Regions from separate parts of the Mus musculus genome. Here regions 2, 3, 4, 5 and 6 are each linked to region 1. A link is a contact called in public promoter capture Hi-C data. All regions are on one chromosome and are shown on one strand. Each heading gives the region's core, a stretch centred on a gene start, on an enhancer-like site or on the middle of the called end of the contact. The rest is flanking DNA. Distances are from core to core; before and after follow the strand shown. Region 1 holds the start of Cnot3 (CCR4-NOT transcription complex, subunit 3). Region 2 holds the start of Zfp28 (zinc finger protein 28). Region 3 holds the start of Zfp78 (zinc finger protein 78). Region 4 holds the start of Zfp583 (zinc finger protein 583). Region 5 holds the start of Zfp667 (zinc finger protein 667). Region 6 holds the start of Zfp444 (zinc finger protein 444).

Evidence for each region. Promoter capture Hi-C pulls out the DNA fragments that hold promoters and counts their contacts.
Region 2: a contact with region 1 is called in a promoter capture Hi-C map of pre-B cells, with 5 times the contacts expected there. The contact joins the promoter of Zfp28 here to the promoter of Cnot3 in region 1. A contact is called at or near these places in 5 of 39 promoter capture datasets (the C10 cell line, cranial neural crest, frontonasal cranial neural crest and 2 more) and 1 of 115 datasets of contacts at active chromatin or transcription factors (astrocytes).
Region 3: a promoter capture Hi-C map of pre-B cells shows a contact between it and region 1, with 6 times the contacts expected there. The contact joins the promoter of Zfp78 here to the promoter of Cnot3 in region 1. A contact is called at or near these places in 6 of 39 promoter capture datasets (the C10 cell line, cranial neural crest, frontonasal cranial neural crest and 3 more).
Region 4: a promoter capture Hi-C map of cranial neural crest shows a contact between it and region 1. The contact joins the promoter of Zfp583 here to the promoter of Cnot3 in region 1. A contact is called at or near these places in 4 of 39 promoter capture datasets (cranial neural crest, hippocampal neurons, liver and 1 more).
Region 5: a promoter capture Hi-C map of pre-B cells shows a contact between it and region 1. The contact joins the promoter of Zfp667 here to the promoter of Cnot3 in region 1. A contact is called at or near these places in 7 of 39 promoter capture datasets (the C10 cell line, cranial neural crest, frontonasal cranial neural crest and 4 more), 1 of 484 Hi-C or Micro-C datasets (muscle stem cells) and 1 of 115 datasets of contacts at active chromatin or transcription factors (double positive thymocytes).
Region 6: a contact with region 1 is called in a promoter capture Hi-C map of second pharyngeal arch cranial neural crest. The contact joins the promoter of Zfp444 here to the promoter of Cnot3 in region 1. A contact is called at or near these places in 6 of 39 promoter capture datasets (the HPC-7 cell line, cranial neural crest, hippocampal neurons and 3 more), 2 of 484 Hi-C or Micro-C datasets (B cells and CD8 T cells) and 1 of 9 other capture datasets (adipose tissue).

Annotation. Positions count from the first base shown.
Region 1 is chr7:3,643,698-3,646,718 of GRCm38.p6, forward strand. It overlaps Cnot3 (CCR4-NOT transcription complex, subunit 3), which reads left to right and starts at 1,572. Exons shown (of 18, transcript NM_146176.3): 1 at 1,572-1,887. It overlaps Gm15927 (a long non-coding RNA gene), which reads right to left and starts at 648. Exons shown (of 6, transcript XR_003946711.1): 1 at 556-648; 2 at 117-472.
Region 2 is chr7:6,381,761-6,384,781 of GRCm38.p6, forward strand. It overlaps Zfp28 (zinc finger protein 28), which reads left to right and starts at 1,558. Exons shown (of 7, transcript NM_175247.3): 1 at 1,558-1,841; 2 at 2,415-2,506. The coding sequence starts at 1,634. Zfp78 (zinc finger protein 78) reads left to right here. Exons shown (of 5, transcript NM_001025163.1): 5 at 1-845.
Region 3 is chr7:6,361,684-6,364,704 of GRCm38.p6, forward strand. Zfp78 (zinc finger protein 78) reads left to right here and starts at 1,625. Exons shown (of 5, transcript NM_001025163.1): 1 at 1,625-1,664.
Region 4 is chr7:6,328,811-6,331,831 of GRCm38.p6, forward strand. Zfp583 (zinc finger protein 583) reads right to left here and starts at 1,624. Exons shown (of 5, transcript NM_001033249.3): 1 at 1,260-1,624; 2 at 445-506. The coding sequence starts at 453.
Region 5 is chr7:6,285,159-6,288,179 of GRCm38.p6, forward strand. It overlaps Zfp667 (zinc finger protein 667), which reads left to right and starts at 1,422. Exons shown (of 5, transcript NM_001024928.2): 1 at 1,422-1,496.
Region 6 is chr7:6,170,953-6,173,973 of GRCm38.p6, forward strand. It overlaps Zfp444 (zinc finger protein 444), which reads left to right and starts at 1,561. Exons shown (of 4, transcript NM_028316.3): 1 at 1,561-1,622.

The DNA of each region.
Region 1 (3,021 bases), core at 322-2,821:
TGAATAACAAACTCGAGAGAGTGTAGAAGCTGTTTAAAAAATCTGGACAAACACTGGTCCCTAGGTTTCACCTTCTTAAGTCTATGTGACCCTAAGAATATGCATCTAAAAATTACATAAATGTGTGAGCTTAAGTGCACCAGCAGATGCCAGCTGAAAGAGTCAGATCTGGAACTGAAGTTACAAGCATGCAAGCCACCCTGTGGGAACTGGTCCTCTGCAGGAAAATGTTCTTAACTGCTGAGCCATCTTTCCAGCCGAAGAATATGCCTTTTTATAAGCCATTTTTTCTCTCTTGCTTCATGCCATTCTGATGCGGTGAAATGCACGTGCACGTTCTCTTCAAGTGTGGATTTATCTTCTTTTCCTCCACATAGTAGGCAGAGATAGATCGAGTTTCCCCAATTCATGAAAACGTGGTGCTCACGTTTGCAACCTAGTCAGCAAAGGGCTATGGAGTGCTTCATGGGTACTAAACAACGAGAAATCCAGAGAGTGAGACTCAAGTATGTGTAAAAACGGCAGGAATCAAACAAAATTAAACCAGAGGCTCACCTAAGCACTCGGCAAGGGTGGTCGGAGAAGTTTACTCCTTAAGAAGCATAGCAGAACTCTAGTGAGTAGTCATTACAGATGTAACCGAGGTAGGGCAAAGCGCAGTTTCCTCTACAGCTGGAGTCCTTGCAACTCCAGGGAAGGTCCCAGTCTGCTAACTTAACCAGAGAAACGTCAGTCCCACGCCTTGTGTTTCTCAGTCGCTTCTGCAATGTTCCTGATTCCTTCTTTCTTTCTTTCATCCTTTAGAAAGCACTGAGTTTTAGAGATATACCAAGCAAACGCGCTTGGGGAATAACTACGAGGATCAGATAACAGCCTAGACAGGCAAAGGAAGGATGCTCCGACAACCACACCTGTCGGCAGGTTAATAGCTACCCTATTGGCTAACCGAGGGAAGGGGCGGGGTGTTTGTCTAGCTCCTCCCCTTAGGGCTGGCGGCTCTTTTGATTGGTAGATGACTTGGGTTTACTATCCCCAACCCTCTGGCACCTCTCCGTCTCCCACTAGATAAGCTTCCTTTAACACTCACACGCTATGCTTTTTGTCGTTTTCCTCTACCCACATTCATAGCTAACCAATGAGTTCAGGGTAGAATACACCTCGCAACCAATTACAGCTGCCTTTAAACTTGACGAGTAACTTCCCGCCCCTCACCCTGACTCCTCCCCGCTGCCAATTGATTTAGGGTAAGGGGGCGGACACATCCAATCAGCACGACACAGGCTTCCTGATTGACACCCAGGTCCTCGCGCTGGCGTGTTGTGCTCCGAGGAGGGGAGGAGGAGGAGGAGCTGGGAAGAAATACCCGAGCCAATCCAAGCAAGCTGAGCGGGAGGCCAATCGAACGCCGCGCCTTGCCGAGATCAGCCAATCATAATGAAGAGGTTGGCCTCATTCTCGCTAGGAACCAATGGGGCGCGCCTAACGGCGCAGAGCGACGTACTGCGGGAGCAATGACGGACCTATATTCGGGGCTCGGGGGCGGGCCGGCGCCAGAGAGGAGAAGAGAGGAGGGGAGGCCTCCGCCGCCGCCATCTTGGACCGGGCCCGTTCAGCTTCCGTGGAGCCGTCGGCAGCCGCTGCCGGGCCTTTCCTTGATCCCTGAATCCCCTACTCGGTCGTCTAGAACAATCCCGGGCCCACTTCCTCTATCAACAACCCAACCCTACTTCCGGCTTTCGCGCCCTCTTATCGCGATAGCGCCCGGGCTCGGGGCGCGAGGAAAGAGGAAAAAAAAAAAAAAAAAAGGCGGCGGGCGGGCGCTCGCCTCTCTCTCCCCCCTCCTCGCCTGTCGCGATACGCTCCGCAGCGGCGGCGCCAGCTCCTGCGGTGAGCGTCAGGTTCGACTGGGCCGGACCCCTTTCCCTCTTCCCTCAGCTCCATCGGCCGACTTCTTGCTCCGCGACCCTGCTGCCTGTCGCGACACGGCCTCAGCTCCCGCCGGGCCCAAGCCGCGCGCTCGGGCCCAGCTTCGGCTCGGGCGGGCGGGGACCCTCTCCTCTCTCTGTCCTCCCGCGTCCGGACTCCCGCGTGGCAGAGCGCCGGCCCCGGGTGCGAGGTGCCCGTCCTCCTCCGCGTCTGGCTGGGCTTGGAGCGGTGGGCGCGCTGCGGGCCGCGGAGGGGTCTTTCTGCTCTGGGCGCGGGGCCCACTCCTGCAGTCATGCCTTCCCCGGGAGCTCCATTCGGGAGCGTTGCCTCAGTGCACCCGAAAGCTCCAGCTTGTTGGTGTCTTGATAGGGGGAAGCCTCTTTGGAAGAGATGGATCTTGTGGAGGAAAAAGTCCCCAAGACCCGAGGGTGCAGTTAACGTTGTGAGTTGGAGCCTAAGCCAAAGTTTCCACCTAGTCCTTACAGCTCTAGCAGTGAAGTCTCCTAGAGGTCCCTTTCCACCAATCTTCTTTTTAAGGAAGCATGGGGTTTGTGAGTGTGTGTGTGTGTGTGTGTGTGTGTGTGTGTGTGTTTTGTTTTAACACTCCCTCCCCAAACCTTGGATTCAGGACTGTACCGTATTGCTCACTTCCTGGCTTCACATCTTTTGCATCTTTGAGGTGGGGTATCAGTGGACTCTAGCTTTGGGGATGCAGGCTCCACTACGATGCACGGTCTGCCTCGGTGGGTGAAGCTTCCTAAGTGGTTAGGTATTGCTGTGTGTGGTGAGGACCGCTTAGCTTTTCTTTCTAGATCTGGGTCGGTGGAATGCGAGCTCCCATGCTTTCAGTTGTTGGTGCTCTTCTGTTGGGACAGTTGAAGCACTTCTAAACAGCTGTATCTCGGTTCCGGGACTGTCATCCCTCTTAGGATTAGCTTTCTGTTCTTTTGGCTAGGGGCTTCCTCACCGTCTCCCTTCCCCGGTCATCACCTGGACTGCCATCTCTCTGTATTTCCATTCTCATCTGCCCAGCCTATGTGGATATGTGATCTTTTATAATTGAAATCCACTGGGTGAAAGCGTTTCAGAGGTAGA
Region 2 (3,021 bases), core at 308-2,807, 2.7 Mb after region 1:
ATAAAATTTCCTTCTGGTTATATGAGGTGTTTGTGAAGCATAAATGGTTTTATATTTAGATGTTGGTTTCTTTTCTAAAATATTTCATTACGGTATGCACATATTTACCACTCAGAAAAAAAAATAACACTTTTGTTCTCAAACATTTTATATAAAGAATATTCTGCTTGCTCAGCGGTAGTGACACACACTTTTAAAACCAGCCCTTCCAGAGGCAGAGGCAGGCAGATCTCCGAGTTCGAGGCCAGCCTGGTCTACAGAGTGAGTTCCAGAACATCCAGAGCCACACAACACTCTCTCAGATGATAACTGAATGACAAAAATAGGCAGCTCACAGTCCTAAATGGGACATTCTTGTATACCTTCTCAAGGGTCTGGGAACATCGTATTAGACGAAGGAGAAAGAATGTAAGAGTCTGAGAATGGCAAGGAGTGCTGTGGAATGGTTTTGGGCATGTTGTGCTCATGAACTCATAGAAACTGATTACCAGCACAAGATTGCTGGTAATTACCAGCGCCGATCAATATTATAGCCATTGATAGAGGAAGGGCGTACCCCTCCACACCTAGCTGAGGAGCTATAAGCAAATGATGGCAGCTGAGAGAGTGGGAGTCATTTTTCTTTGGGGATGTGGCCTCTGGTAGATTGTTCATGTCACACTCCACTGGTATACTGGTAGGCGGCACTAACAGGGCTATATTTAAAAAAAAAGTGTGGTGGGGTGGCAAAAGGAATGTGGAAGTATTGGGGATGGTTGGGAGAGGAGATGTGTTGGATATGATCAAGATACAGTATATATACATGTATGAAACCGACAAAGAATAAACTGCGCTCCCCTCACCTCACCCCGCTTCCCCGTTTCTCTGTGTAGCCCTGACTGTCCTGGAACTCGCTCTGCAGATCAGGTTGGTCTCGAATTCTGAGATCCGGCTGTCTCTTACTCCCGGGCACTGCGATTAAAGGCAAGAGTGAACATATTAAAGAGGCACCGCAGAAGAAAACCTGGGGAAACCTGCAGACCTAAAACTTGGTAGTACATACAGAGGGGCATTTTGAACACTAGGCACTAAAGTCGAGGTGGTCTAGTGGAGAGGTGAAGATTGCAATGGCAGCAACTGAATCCCAAACTGAAAAGTACATGCAACCAGAACCACTGTGGACTTGCCAAAAGCCCGCATTGCCCCAGCCCAATTCACAGCATCCTCCAACTCCCCTTCCTCCAAACAACCTCAAATCGCGCGCCACTAGCCCTGCCGCTGCACTCGTACGCTCCAATTGTCACCAGGACTCCCAGAAGCCTCTGAGGAACTGTTTTGAATTTCGCGGGACTCGTGTTTCCGGCAGGGTCCCGCGGTTCTCCCACAGGGTCTTGTAAAAACCAGCTGGGCTCTAAAGGATTTCTCCGCTGGGGACTACACTTCCCAGGGGGCCTTGTGCTCAAGCAAAGTCCACTTCCGGTGCGTTCCGGAGGAACTGCCTGAGGGTCCGATCTTTTAGGGCGGGGTTGGGCAGGGCGAGGGCGTGGCTGGCGAGGGCGTGGCGGGCGTGGGTGTTGCCGGGGGTGTGTCCCTGAGCAGCGGCCTTGAAGGGTGTCTGCAGCCTGGCTAGGAGAGCGTGCGCCCCTCGCGTGACATGCAGGGAATGGCGAGTGTAGTGTCATGCGAACCCTGGGCCCTCCTGGGGCGTGGCGCCCTCTGCACAAAGGCCAGGCCTGGTGGAGGTCCGGCGGCGGGGACTGTAGTTGCTCCTGGGAGCCCCGACCGGGGAAGGCCGCGCTCCAGGAACAGCCTGGCCTCCCAGGATCAGCAAGGAGCAGTGACCTCGGGGACCGCGCACAAAGGTGAGTGTCATGTTTCTGGGCTGAGTGGACAAAGATGAATCTATTCTGGGTGTGAAGGAAGGGTAAGGTCCGATGGTTCTCGAGGCCTTGGTGCTGGAGATGGTGTCTCTGGGCGCGTGATTGTGATGGTTAAATAACCAATCCTCGAAAGCTCAACTTGAGGCAGAGAAGTCAGGCAGAGGTGCTGGAGGGACGTTGACAACTACAGGGTCAACTTAGTTTAGACTTGTATCCATGTCAATGCTTCAAGAAATGAAACTCCCAGTGCGACAAGAGATGGCTTAGCCATTGTACTTGTTCCTCTTGCAGAGGTTCCTAGCACCCACATAGTGAGTCACAACCATCCCTAACTCCTATTGCAGGGGATAGAACATTCTCCTCTGAACTTTGTGGGCATCAGGCACACACACGTGGTGCACATATATTCATGCAAGTAAGACGAGAAAAGAGACAACCTGATTCCACATCCTACCCTGTCCTTACTCCCGCACAGGGTAATAAGGGTTTGGCATCTCTGCTCATGCACGGTGTAGTCTCGTGTAGATTTGGTGTCTAGTCCTTCCTTTCCTCCAGCTCTGTTTTCCAGAGATACCAACTTCCTCCAGGAGATAAACCGCAAACAGGAAGCTGCCCCTACAGGGACTAGACATAAAGCCAAGTCGCAGGTGAGTCACATTTCCTCTTTGCTTCCTGAAACAGTCTTGCCTTTTCAATACTTAATGGTGTTTATTTTCTGTGAAAAGTTTTCAGTTTAAGAGACCTGTCCTGGGTGCTGTTTCTTCCTACTCCGGTGAGTGATGGGCTACAGGGCTAGCTTCAAACTGATTCTCTTTCCTTTTCATCCCAACTGTTCCTTCTTGGTTGAAGAAATGATTCATCCCTTTCATTGTCCCATTTATCTCAGAAGGGTTTTTTTGTTTGTTTGTCTTTTGTTTTGGATAAGGTCTATCTACATAGCTCTGGCTGCCCTGCAACTCACTATGTACACTATATAGACTAGGCTGGTCTTGAACTCACAGAACTCTGCCTGCCTCTTATGAGTGCAGGAATTAAAGGTGTTTCCCATCATATTCTTCTGATTCTTATGTTCAGAAACGCTGCAGTGCTTCCACCTGGTTTCTATGATGCTCACCTTGGAGGAGAAATATATTGTGGTTAAGGCTTGCTTAGGGGGTTGAAG
Region 3 (3,021 bases), core at 375-2,874, 2.7 Mb after region 1:
CTCTTGGGGTTGGGGATTTAGCTCAGTGGTAAAGTGCTTGCCTAGCAAGCCCAAGGCCCTGGGTTCGGTCCTCAGCTCCGGAAAAAGGAAAAAAAAAAGAAAAAAAAAGAAAAAAAATCTGACTCTTATATTTTGGTTCCTATGACATTGTCGTATTTGCTGCTTCCAACATTATGACATTCCCATTTTGTAGGTGAAACATATGCTGGTTTGCTGATCCCAGAGGTGATCAACATGAGTGGGAGGGAGGAGACAATCAGATGTAGAATAGTGGCTGTTTTTATTGTAGCAAAGCTTTCCCGCAAAGATCAAACTTCCAAGCCTTGCGTCGTGGGGGCTCACACCATTGATTTCAATTTGGAAGAAAACGAATGGATACAGAAAGATCAAGAGTTACCCATTTCGGAGGTTAGTCTGGGCTAACCACCTCAAATCTCCCTCTACAAAAATTATAATCTCAAAAACTAACAATAAAGATCGAGCTTGGTTAAGTAAGGGACAGTGACATCAAGGAGGCTCACAAAAGAGTGTGAGGGAAGCCTCACGAAAGGGTGGGGAGCCTAACAAAGAGCTGGCGCAAGACTCGCCCTAACCGACACGGCTAGGAATCCTGGGCAACCCTTCTGTATAATCACGCACTCAGCCACACACTGTCACAGCTCCAATCCGTTCTGCAAACAGTCTTAAATGGTGCCTTTCTCCTCAAATTCTGCCCTTTTTCTCTGACTCCTCTGAGAAGCCGCCCCTTCTCCTTCAAGCCCCGCCCTCACCTCGGGCTGCGGGGAGAACCTCCCTACTTGCTAAGCCCTGCCCCTCATCTCAGAATGCTGTAAACCCTCCCCTTTTCTGCTTAGCGCCAGGCTCACCATGCACTACGCTGAAAACCTGCTCTTTCGCCTCAAGCCCCGCCGCCCTCTAGATTTTGCTGAGAACCCGCCCCTTCTATACTAAGTCCCGCCCTCTAGAATCTGCTGAGAACCCGCCCCTTCTTCAAGCCCCGCCTTCACCTCTGACTGTGAGGAGAACCGCCCTACTGGCTAAGCCCCGCCCCTTCAGATTGCCGAGAACCCACTCCTTCAATGCTTAGCACCGCCCTCACACGAGCCGCTGAGAACCCGCCCCTTCTCCTCCAAGCTCCGCCCTCACCTCCGGAGGCGGAGACCAACCGTTCTTGCTAAGCCCCGCCCTCACCTCGGATTCTTCTGAGAACCCGCCCCTCCTCTAATCCCTGCCCTCACCTCACCTCACACAGAGCTGAGAACCCGCCCTACTTGATAACCCCGCCCCTCACCTAATACGGATAAGCTCCCGCCCCTTACCCACTTAGTACCGCCCTCTCCAGGGACTCTGCTGAGAACACGCCCCTTCTCCACCAAGCCCCGCCCCTTACTCCAGTTTCTTCTGGGAACCTTCCTATCTAAGCCCAGCCCCTCACATCAAACTTCTGAGACCCTTGCTCTTCTCTGCTTAGCTTTGCCTTCACCCTCAGTCTAAGAAACTGTTCTCCGTAGTACCCGCTTCTCATCGCAGACTTCGCTGAGTACACGCCCCTTCAGCCCCACCTTTCTCAGATTAAGCTCTTAGGTCGTCGCTGGCAGAGGCTGCGCTTGCGCACACATAGCTTGTAGGAAACCTCCCAGCGTTCCTCGGTTGACAGCGTCTGGGTAAGGCAGCTAGCGGGCGCTTGTTAGGGAGTGGGAGCCCGAGCGCTGCGGGCAGGGGAGATCCTCGTGGTCCCTGTGTTTTCTGTCTGGAGGTAGGCAGGCGGTTGCGTGGAATCTAGGGGGCACGAAAGCTCAGACGACTGGGCGTCCGGATCTAAGTCTGTGCTTGGGTGTGCCAGGCCCGTGCGTGTGTGAAAGGAACTGGGCTGTAAGTTTTCGGTGTGAGAGAGGGAGACAGAGTCTGAGAGAAATAAGTGCTGTGATTGTGAGAGAACTGTGAAATGTATGATGATAAGTGTGTCTTCCAGTGATCTGCATTACAGCACTTAAATGCTTGGAATCTCCAAAGTAATAAATACCTTGTTGACTGCTCTTGATTGATGGCTGACAAGACTCAAGGTAGTTTCAGAGTCGGTGCTGATCATCGCAGACGCTAAACGGGATTAGAGGATCAGTCCCAAACCCCATCCAGGAGAGGACAGGAGCTGAGGTTGATCACCAGATGCCAGTCCTTTTGTTGATGTTTCGAGACAGAATGTCATGTAATCCAGCAGTCCTCAAACTCTTTATGTAAGTAGAGGATGAGTTTGGAACTCTGATCTTCCTAACTCAGCCTTCCAAGTGCTGTAATTACAGGCGTGTGCAACCCACACTCAGATAAATGATTTACACAGCCATGCTTACGTGATGAAGTGTCCATAGCGACTCAAAAGGAAAGGATTCAAAGAGCTTTCTGACAGGAGTATTGTATCCCTGCATAGAAATCCTGAGAGGCCGTTGAGGGAAGTGGGTAAAGTGAAGATAGGATTGTGTTGGAGACTTCAAGATGTTGGAGATACTAGAGTCGTGGGGTAGCTGCAGCCTGAGTGTGGAACCAGCCCAAGACAGAGAAGTACGTGGCAGTCAGCAAAGCTGAAAGGATTCGGAGATCTGAATGACACAGAGATGCAGAATTTAGAGTTTGCCCTGCTTGTTTTCCGTCTTTGTTCTTTGGTCCAGTATTGATTTTCTTATTGTGCTCCTTTCTCTCCCTTTTGGAATGTGTTTTTATTTTTAAAGATTTATTTATTTTTGCTTGTATGGATATTTTGCCTGCATGCACAAATATGTACACCAAATGCATGGCTGGAGGCATGGATCTCCTGGAACTAGAGTTACAGGCAGTTGTAAGCTGCCATGTGGGTGCTGGGAATTGAACCCCAGTCCTCTAGAGGAACATCCAGTGTTCCTAACTGCTGAGTCATTTCTCCAGCCCCACTTTTGGAAATAATGTGTATGCTTTGGCATTGTATGTTGCGAGCATGTGATCTGCTTTTTAATTTTGACTTTACAGGGCTACAGTTATGAGATTGCATGA
Region 4 (3,021 bases), core at 374-2,873, 2.7 Mb after region 1:
CATCCCCAATTTGATACATCGGATTTCTGAAAATCATCTTGAACATGAGTTTCTGCCAAATGCCCAAACTCTGGACCCCCCAAAAGCCCTCCTATTTCCTTTCAAACCAGAGATTGTAGAGAAAAGCTACCACACACATCTACACCTCTAATACCCACAATATGAGCTTACATAATCCCACCAAAAAAAATGTATTTTTGCCTCTTAGAGTGAGTTCCTAAGAGCACTGAACCCACAGGCGAGGCTGAACTGCGTCCTTGCTGGCCGGGGGAAAGGGTGCTCTTAGCTTAGTCTTGGGGGACTAGCTCTTGTGTTGCAGTGGAGAACAAGAGCAAGTCACTGGAGAGAGGAGATTTTGTCAGGCAGCTGAATTTCTGAAATCAAAGTGGTTTAGCCTGACTGATAAATAAGGTGGCATTCCAGGGAAAAAGAAACGCTTCTTACCTTGGACATGGCGTTAAAGCTTCAAGAATGTATGGCTGTGTTTCTGGGAGCAGGGAGGTGTCCTAAGAAAGTAAAGTGGACAGAAACAGGAAACTGTAAGTTCCAGGTGTATCCTGCAGCCCCAGCATCACACCTCTGTCCTTCTCCTCCCTCCACAGACATGCATTTGAGGTATCCCTACATTTAACAATGCTTTTCCTATGTACTGTATAGTTCTGGGACTCAACATATATTTTATGTCTAAGTTATCTCTTTCACTTATGTCTGAGCAATTTAAGACTGGCATTATTAGATTAGAATCTTCCACCTTTCACACATGAAGGTTTACATCATTGAAGATACACAAGGCAATAGTTGAGAAAATAACTGTGCCAAACTGGAAACTAGACTGGAATTTATAGTGTATAGATGACGTTAAAAGGAAGTATATCTCCACCCTTTCCATAAGGATGAGATGTAGGCCATCAAGTGAAGCTACTTTGCACAGAGTGGGTAGCAAAGGGACCATGTGATCTAGAAGACAGTGGACCAGGATCAGGATACCCTACAAATGCCCCCCCCCGCCCTTCCCCCCCTATGATATCTCATACTGTCACATATTTTCCAGCACTGTCTGTCTCAAACAGTTACACTGTTTAGATGCAATGAAATAGCCCTATACACTGTTATTCGGGCCCATACATTGTCACAGGCTCCATCCCAGCTGGTAGCAAAAGTCTTGCTGTAATAATATCACATAGTCCCAAATGCAGCCTCAAAGCCCCTCATGGCGTCTTTATCCCCACATTCCACATTGTCACAGACCCCCCTTGTACCTGGTGGCATAGTCTTGTGTATTCACACACATCCTTATGGGATCTCACAGTCTCATACACCATCATAGGCCCTTCAACACTGTGACATGGTCTCATAGTGCTACACCTATTGTCCCAGCCTCTCACTCTATGTCATAGCCAGCATTCAGTCTCACAAACTGTCACAGGCCCTGACAGTACTCTTGGCACAGTCTCAAGCCTCAGGCCTTCACAATAAAGTGGCTTGGTCTCAACCCTGTCAGATAGGTTTCCAAACACATTCTCCCACATGCTGTCATATACAGTCAACACGCTGTCACAACCCCTCAGTTTCAAGCAGTATTCAGTCTCACAGCCACAGGCATCTCGTACACAAGGTGTGGTCTGACACTGCCACTCAGATCCCCACTCCAAAGTGCTCACATATAATACACCCTCCACTGTGCAGTCACCCACACTGTCACAGCCTTTCAGTCTTACACAGTGTATGCAGTACCAGACCCCCTCACACGGTGTGGGGTCTCACTGTCATATGAGTCTTCAGACACATTCTCCCACATGATCCCTTATATTGTCACAATCTGTCACACACAATGTCACAGCCTCGGTCTCACACAGTATTTAGTCTCACAGTCAGAAGTCCTTAATACACAGTGATCCAGTCTAACACTGTCACTCAGCTGATCCCTCCCCGGTACAATCACATACACTGTCACAGTCTTTTAGTCTCACAGAGTATTCAGTCACAGGCCCCCCTCATGCAAGTGGGTGGTCTCATACTGTCACACACATGATAACCACCTCAGTCTCACACAGTGTACAGGCTCAGCCACAGTCACTCACTCATGTTCCCACACACATCCCCTAGCGCTATCACACACTGGCACAAGCCTCTCTCTCTGTTTCATGTATCTCCATACTCACAGTCACAGGCTCCCCCCATTATGGGGTGCTGTCTTATAATGTCACATACATTGTCACCGCCTCAGTCTCACATAGTTGCAACCTTACAATCATAATAGGCCCCTCATATACGGTGGCGTGGTCTCGCACGGTCACTCTGCACCCACTACACTTTCTCCCACGCGGTACCTTGATCCTCACCGAGCGTCTCCTCAGTCCTCGTCACCTCTCACTCGGCGCCGAGGCAGATCTGGCCGGGGCCGGGGCTCGATCTCGCGGCGCCGGTAGAGCTCACAAAGGCGCGGCTGCGGAGCGACTCCGCGCAAGGGCCTCTGGGAGGTGGAGTACTGCGCTTGACTGGAGCGGCGTAAGGCATGCTGGGAACGCCTTTTAGGGCGCGGCTTTCGGGGGTCCTAGAATCTCCGCTGAATTCTGTCTCTTCCCTTCCGGTCGTCAGAACCAGAACTCACTCAGGCTGCGCAGGAGCTGCTTGCTCTCCTCGGTCTCTTAGACGAGGAGTCGGGGGTGGGGGTAGTTGTGGTGGTGGTGGTGGTGGTGGGGGGGCTGTGCTCGAGCACGCATGCGCAGTGCTAGCTGGCCGGTGCCCTGTCCAGAGCAGCGGATGAAAATTGGTCATCTCCTGGTTCAGGGCCCACGTTGCTGGGTTTCTTTCTCCCTTGTTTGTTTACCTTCTCTCTGCCTTACCTTTTCACGCATCATTCATTACTCGCCTTCTGTATGTCAGACTCTGAAATGGACACAACAATGAACCCCGCCTGACCAAAATCTTCATCTTTATGGAACCAACATAGACTGGGGAGGAAGTGCGCTAGGGCTGTAACCCAATGATAGAGCTCCTGCCTAGCTAGAATGCTTGAAG
Region 5 (3,021 bases), core at 172-2,671, 2.6 Mb after region 1:
TTAGTCTCACCCTTTCTGGTCTCCAAGATAACGAATTCCCTGCCTCTTTTGGTAGTAACATCATAGTTTCTCCTGGATAGATGGAGGTTTTGAAAGACTTGTGAGAATCTGAGTCACACTTCTTCTTTGGAGCCTCCCACCCTGTACCCCCATTCTTGGACTGGGGCTCTCTCAGTCTCTTGGTTTCCCCTTTAGAGAAATGATGTGTAGAACTTAACCTCTGTGCTTCCCTCCTACTTCCTATTTCTGGGGCCTCAGGTAAGGTCCAATGTGCTTGGAACCTCAGTTTTCCCATCGGTGAAATGAAATGCTGTGTTTGCTCAGTAGTGCCGTTGTTTCCCACATGACCATTCAGATGTCACAGTTGACGCTCATCACTGTCTTGACTGAAGATCTAAATGAGTCACTTCCCTTTCTCTAGGCACTTATATTTATACGCAGGTTGGGTATACTGAATTGTGCAGCTGACAGCATTTCACTTGTGCACACACCAATGACTGTGTTCTTGCTAAGGGATGCCATAACAGGGTCTGGTGTCTAGTCTACCCTTATCCTGGTGATTGCTGTGCGACCCGAGAGTCATTCCTTGTCCTTCACTGAGCCTAGGGTTTCCTCAAGTATTACCCCTATTCTCTTTCTACTTGGTGAGATGTAAAGTGACTCCGGAAGTGGCTTGAATGGAGTTATAATTTGATAAGGTAGGACCAGAAATCATTAGGGTTGCTCAAGAGGTTTAGGGCAGGCCTTTCCCCTTTACGTGAGATTTATACTGAGTTCCTAGAAAATTTCAGGTTTATAGTTTGGGAGGGAGTACGGCCTTATAAGTGTTGAATTGTGCTGTGGAGAGTCTTCAATCAGACTCCAAGGTGGAACGCTCCTCTTCTCACGTGCCCATCGTTTCCCCCATGGCTTTCTAAACAGCCACAGAAGAAACTCTGTCCTCTCCTCTGAGGGTCACAAGGTCTCCAGACAGGCGACAACGAGGATGGAAACACCCTTTTGGGCGTGGATATCCTTAGTCTCTTGCCAAAGCCTGAGGTTGGCGGTACAAGCTCGCGGTTGCGCACGGCGTAAGGCGCGTGGAAGCCCAGTGAGTCCGAGGTGTGGAACGCTAGGAGAAGCATCCCGGAAAGGACGCATGCTGAATGGACTCTAACGGGAGCTTGGCCGAACCCCTTAGAAAAGCGCTTAGCGTAGGAGGGCGCACACGGGTCGGCAGAATAGCCAACCAAATTATTGAGGGCGTGGCCTCGCGCTGTCTCCGGGGTTCTGCGACTGCAGCGTCTAGTTGCGTGTCAGGGGGCGTGGCTCCGCGCTCCGGGGGAAGCCCTGGGGGCGGGGCCGCACTGGCCTGCGTCCTTCTGGAGGGGCGGGGGGACCGGGGAGAGGCCCTGAAGGGATCCCTGGGGGTCTGGGAGGCGAGTGCGCAGGCGCGGGAGCTCTGTTGCTAGCAGTTCTGTGGCAGCTGTGAGACGGAGGACGCAGCAGGGAGACAGGTGAGGGGGTCTGGTGACTGCGAGCCTTCCTTCAGTGGGAATGATTGATAGCGTGTGTGTGTGTGTGTGTGTGTGTGTGTGTGTGTGTGTGTGTGTGTGTGTGTGACAGAGAGACAGAGAGAGACAGAGACCTGTTTGCGTGGGTCGCTCTGGTGATCTGAGTTGATTCGGGTGCACGCCTGAAGCTTCGTGTATGCTTGGCGTATATTGTTTGTTGTGGGGTGAACACAGTATGAGAATCCTTCAGGAGACTCCACGTGTGTATATGTGTGTGCGCGAGAGAAGAGAAGTGGAAGGGGGGCGCGGGAGAAGGGAAGTGGGAGGGGGGAAGGGAGAGGGAGAGACCGACTAGGCCTGTGAGCCCCAAGAAACAGGTGCGAATACCACCAACTGCGTGATGTGACCAGTGTGCCCTGTGTAAAGGAAGACACTACAAGGGGCCGCTAGTGGATGTAGGAACAGAGTTCTGAGCATCTCGGTTGTACTTGTGTGTGAGTGTGATAGACTGATGGAGCTGTTTATCATAGTCTGAGGGCACTCGGCCTGTGGGGCCCAGGGACAGGTGACTGTACAGGTCCTAGTGGGAAAGGAGGCCACCGCAGGCTAGAGGGGCCCAAGGGTGTGGGCACACAGTTCTGAGTATCTCTATGTCACTAGCTGTGCTGGTGTGAGAGTGTTGGCGGGTGTGTTTGTGTGTGTGTGAGAGAGAGAGGCTGATGAAGTTATTTATCAAAGTCTAGAGATACAGTGAGCCATCAGATGACAATGGCTTTGTGAGTGTGTGCCAGTGTGTGATTGATCGTGCCTCATCTCATTTGTTACCGTGGCAACGGGCTCCTCTAGAGGAGGAGATGTGATGGCCTAGTCTGGGAAACTGAACCTGTTAAGGATGAGACTTTTCCTTCTGTACAAAGGGATAAATGGCGCTCATCAGAGTGTTGATGGAAAGGCTAAACGGACTGTGAAATAATACAGGTGAAATGCCTTGTACAATGCCTGGGACATACTGAGTGCGGTGTAGAGTCTGGCCTTTGTTGTAGTGCTGACGGTGGAGGTTTGCTGTTGTGTTGTTGGCCTGTGTACAGGTAGGGTTGTAGTGGTGAATTCCAAAGGAGTTTTAGTGTCTACATTTGGAATTTGGCCGTCTTTCACCTCTAGCAGAGGTTCTGGATTGAGCAGTGGTGCACACACCCTCCAGACTCCTTTTATCCCTAGGCAAGCAACCTGGCTTCTTGGTGTCTGCCCAAGAATGGTCCTGCGGGAAAGTTGCATCCTACCCTGACCTGTGGAACCTGTTGGGTGTCTTCCTTATCAAGGTAGCTTGAAGGCTTCAGTAGAGGAGTGGTGGGGAGTGGGAAGGGCCTCAGGCCAGACACCTTTAATGCTAGCACACAGTAGCCCATGGGAGACAGAGGAAGGTGAGTCTCTGTGAAGTCAAGTCTAGCCTGGTTTACAAATAGATTTCCACGACAGGGCTACACAGGCACTGCTCTTAAATTCAGAATGGAGACTCCTGTGGACACAT
Region 6 (3,021 bases), core at 311-2,810, 2.5 Mb after region 1:
ACTTCAAATTCTGGCATTCTGGAGGCGGAGGCAGAGGATCATCCTTAGCCAGACAGTGAGTTGGAGACTAATCTGGGCTACAAGAGACTCCGTCTTAAAAAAGTTTTAAATCATATACGAAAAGAATCCAACTAGTATGTGAAAAGCACCACTAGGAAAAGAATGTGGTATTGCAGGCTCGCTCTTCAAATAGCAAAGCAGCTTGTGTGGTTAGCACACTTACCAAGATGAGGGACAGAGAGGGCAGAGAGGTGGGACAGGATTAAGTTTAGCTGTTGTGGGGATAGATCCGTCTCTAAGCTGTAAACTAGTGAGTAAATAGAAACTAGGGCAATGGTATTGTCCATCCACGAATTTGGTAAGGACAATAACAACTCTGCTTCACATGATTTCCTTTGTGTGCCAATGTCACCTTTTTTCGAAGTCCAGTGAGGAGGGGAGAGTCTCTGTCTGCCCCACTAGCTTGTAAGAGCCATCTATCACGTAAACAGAAAGTCTCATAACCTTCTTGCGCTCCTGCGAGTACGTGTGTATGTGGTGCGTTGGGGTAGTAGGTAGGGGTAGGGCTGGAAAGATGACAAAGAGGTTAACAACGAAGCACAAGCTATTCTAGACGTCCTTCTAGCACCTACATGTGGCTCACAACCGTCTGTAATACAGGTCTAAGGGAATCCCACGCCGCTTTCTGGCCTCCGTGGGTACTGCGAGCACATGGTGCACCGACTCAGCGAAACACCCATACATATTACAAAGAGCAAACTCAAAACCTTCTTGCCTTTTCTGAGGTAGGGAAACTGAGGCTTCAGTGTCCGTAGGGGGCTACACAAGCGCCGTTTGACACGTAATATTTTCCTTCCTATTCACAAGACGGGAAACTGAGGCTAGAGAGTGGACTGACAGTATGGGACGAGCGAACTAATTCTCAGAGGTCAGGTTTCGTTGACCAGCCTCAACCTTCCTTTAACCTAGTACTGGAGCGGGAGGGCGATACTGCAACTGTTGTCAAGGAGACGGATCTCCCACTGCTGATCTGAGGAGAACTCTGGCATAGCCTCCACGACCTCCTCTATAGGCGCTTAAAGGTCCTGGAGGCGGGTCTCCCAAGTGTGCTGCCTCCCCCGGTTTCCACGACAACGAAACCACAGATTCCTCTTATCCCTCCCCGACCCGTCCGCGTTTGCCAGAAGTCAGCCGGCGGGGTGTCTTGTGAGGGATGGTAGAGGAAGGAAATCCACGTGAAATCTGGGAAATGTAGTCCAAAATCAGAAGCGCTCTGTTTGCGCCTGTGTGAGCCAATAGGAATCGGGTTTTCTTCTTTACACTTTAAGAAATGTAGTTTTCTGGCTAGCTCGGGACGCACGAGCGTACAGGACTCATCACAGTAGGGCTAATGGAAAGCCGCTTTGTCGCGATGTTTCTTGGGAGATGTAGTTTCCAGCTGGGAGAGGTGGGAAGTGTTGGGTAGAATTAGCGATTCCTAGTGTAGAGAGTGAGGGGACGTGGGGGCGGGGAAGTACGGGTGAATTTGGCGCAAAGCCTGCTGGGGCATGGAGTCCCGATGAGCTTTGTGCGCATGTGCGGGAAGGTGAGGTTGTTTGGGGGGCCTCGCCCAGGAGAGTGAGGTGAGCTAGAGGGAAAAGGAAGGGCTGGGGAGTCCGGTGTACGGGGAACGGGCGGACCACGGGGAGGGGTACCCAGGTCTGGAGGAGGGAGAGGAAGGGAGGGATGGGCGGCTTGGGGGAGGGGGATGATAGGAGGCTGGAGGTGGGGTTCTGGGGGCGGGCCGGGGAGCGGGAGGAACGCGAGATGCAGACGCGGGAGAGTTGGAGGCCTGGGGAGGCTGGGCAGCGGGAGGGGGCTGGGATGTTCGAGGGGGAGCCCTGGGATGGTTGGAAACTGAGAGTGGAGTGGAAGTTGGACCCCACTGAGAAATCCTGGGGCGCCGGGACCTCTAACCTCTTCGAAAAGGATTGCGGGAAGGGGTCTATCCAGGGGCACCGTGCCATAGCAGCGTAGACCGGTGCAGGTGGCTAGTCCTGTGTGCTGGTCACACGTTCACACGCACTTCTGTCGAGTTGAGGTTCTGGAGGATAAGTATTTCTTCATTACAAGCGTATCCGCCTCATTAGCTTGTCGCGAGAGGCGAAATTCATTAATGTGCAGAAGGGGCTTGGAGACAGGTTTTAACAGGATAAGAGGGACTTAAATCTCTCGGTTCTGATCCTCCTGGCTCAGCCTCTCACGTGCTCAGATTACAAGCGTTGGCCTAGTTTTTTTGTTTTGTTCAGGGTTTTTGTTGTTGTTGATGATGGTGTTTTGGGTATGGTCTCCTGTAGCCCAGGCTGGCCTTAATCACACTCGAGAGCCATGCCAAGCTTTAAACCGGTGAAAGTAATTGAATTTAAAAACAAACAAACAAAAATACTCATCTTAACTTTTTTTTTTTTTTTTTTTGGTTTTTCAAGACAGAGTTTCTCTGTATAACCCTGGCTGTCCTGGAACTCACTCTGTAGACCAGGCTGGCCTTGAACTCAAATCCGCCTGCCTCTGCCTCCCAAGAGCAGGGCTTAAAGGCATGAGCCACCACTGCCAGTCTTCACTCCTTTTTATATGCTATTTTAACACCTATTCCAATTTACAATTTAGTCTTGGGCGCTTGTTTCACAGTGGCTTTACGTAAATGACTCACAAGGAGTTGGAGGGTTAATGTGTGTTGATAGTAAATGCAATAGGTGGGGTTTGTTTATTGCCAGGTGGTGTTCTGGGTACTTTTTTTTTCTTTTAATGATTTATTTTTATTTTAACGTGCATCCATATTTTGCCTGCATATGTGTTTACTGCATCCTCTGATTCTAGAGTTTCAGTTGTGAGCTGCCATGTGGGTGCTGGGCATTGAACCCAGGTCCTCTGGAAAAGCAGCAACCAGTACTCTTAACTGCTGAGCCACCTCTCCAGCCATGCTCTGGGGTACTTTTTTGCTCTTTATTTTACTTGACTTTCCAACCTCGATTATTGCTCCCA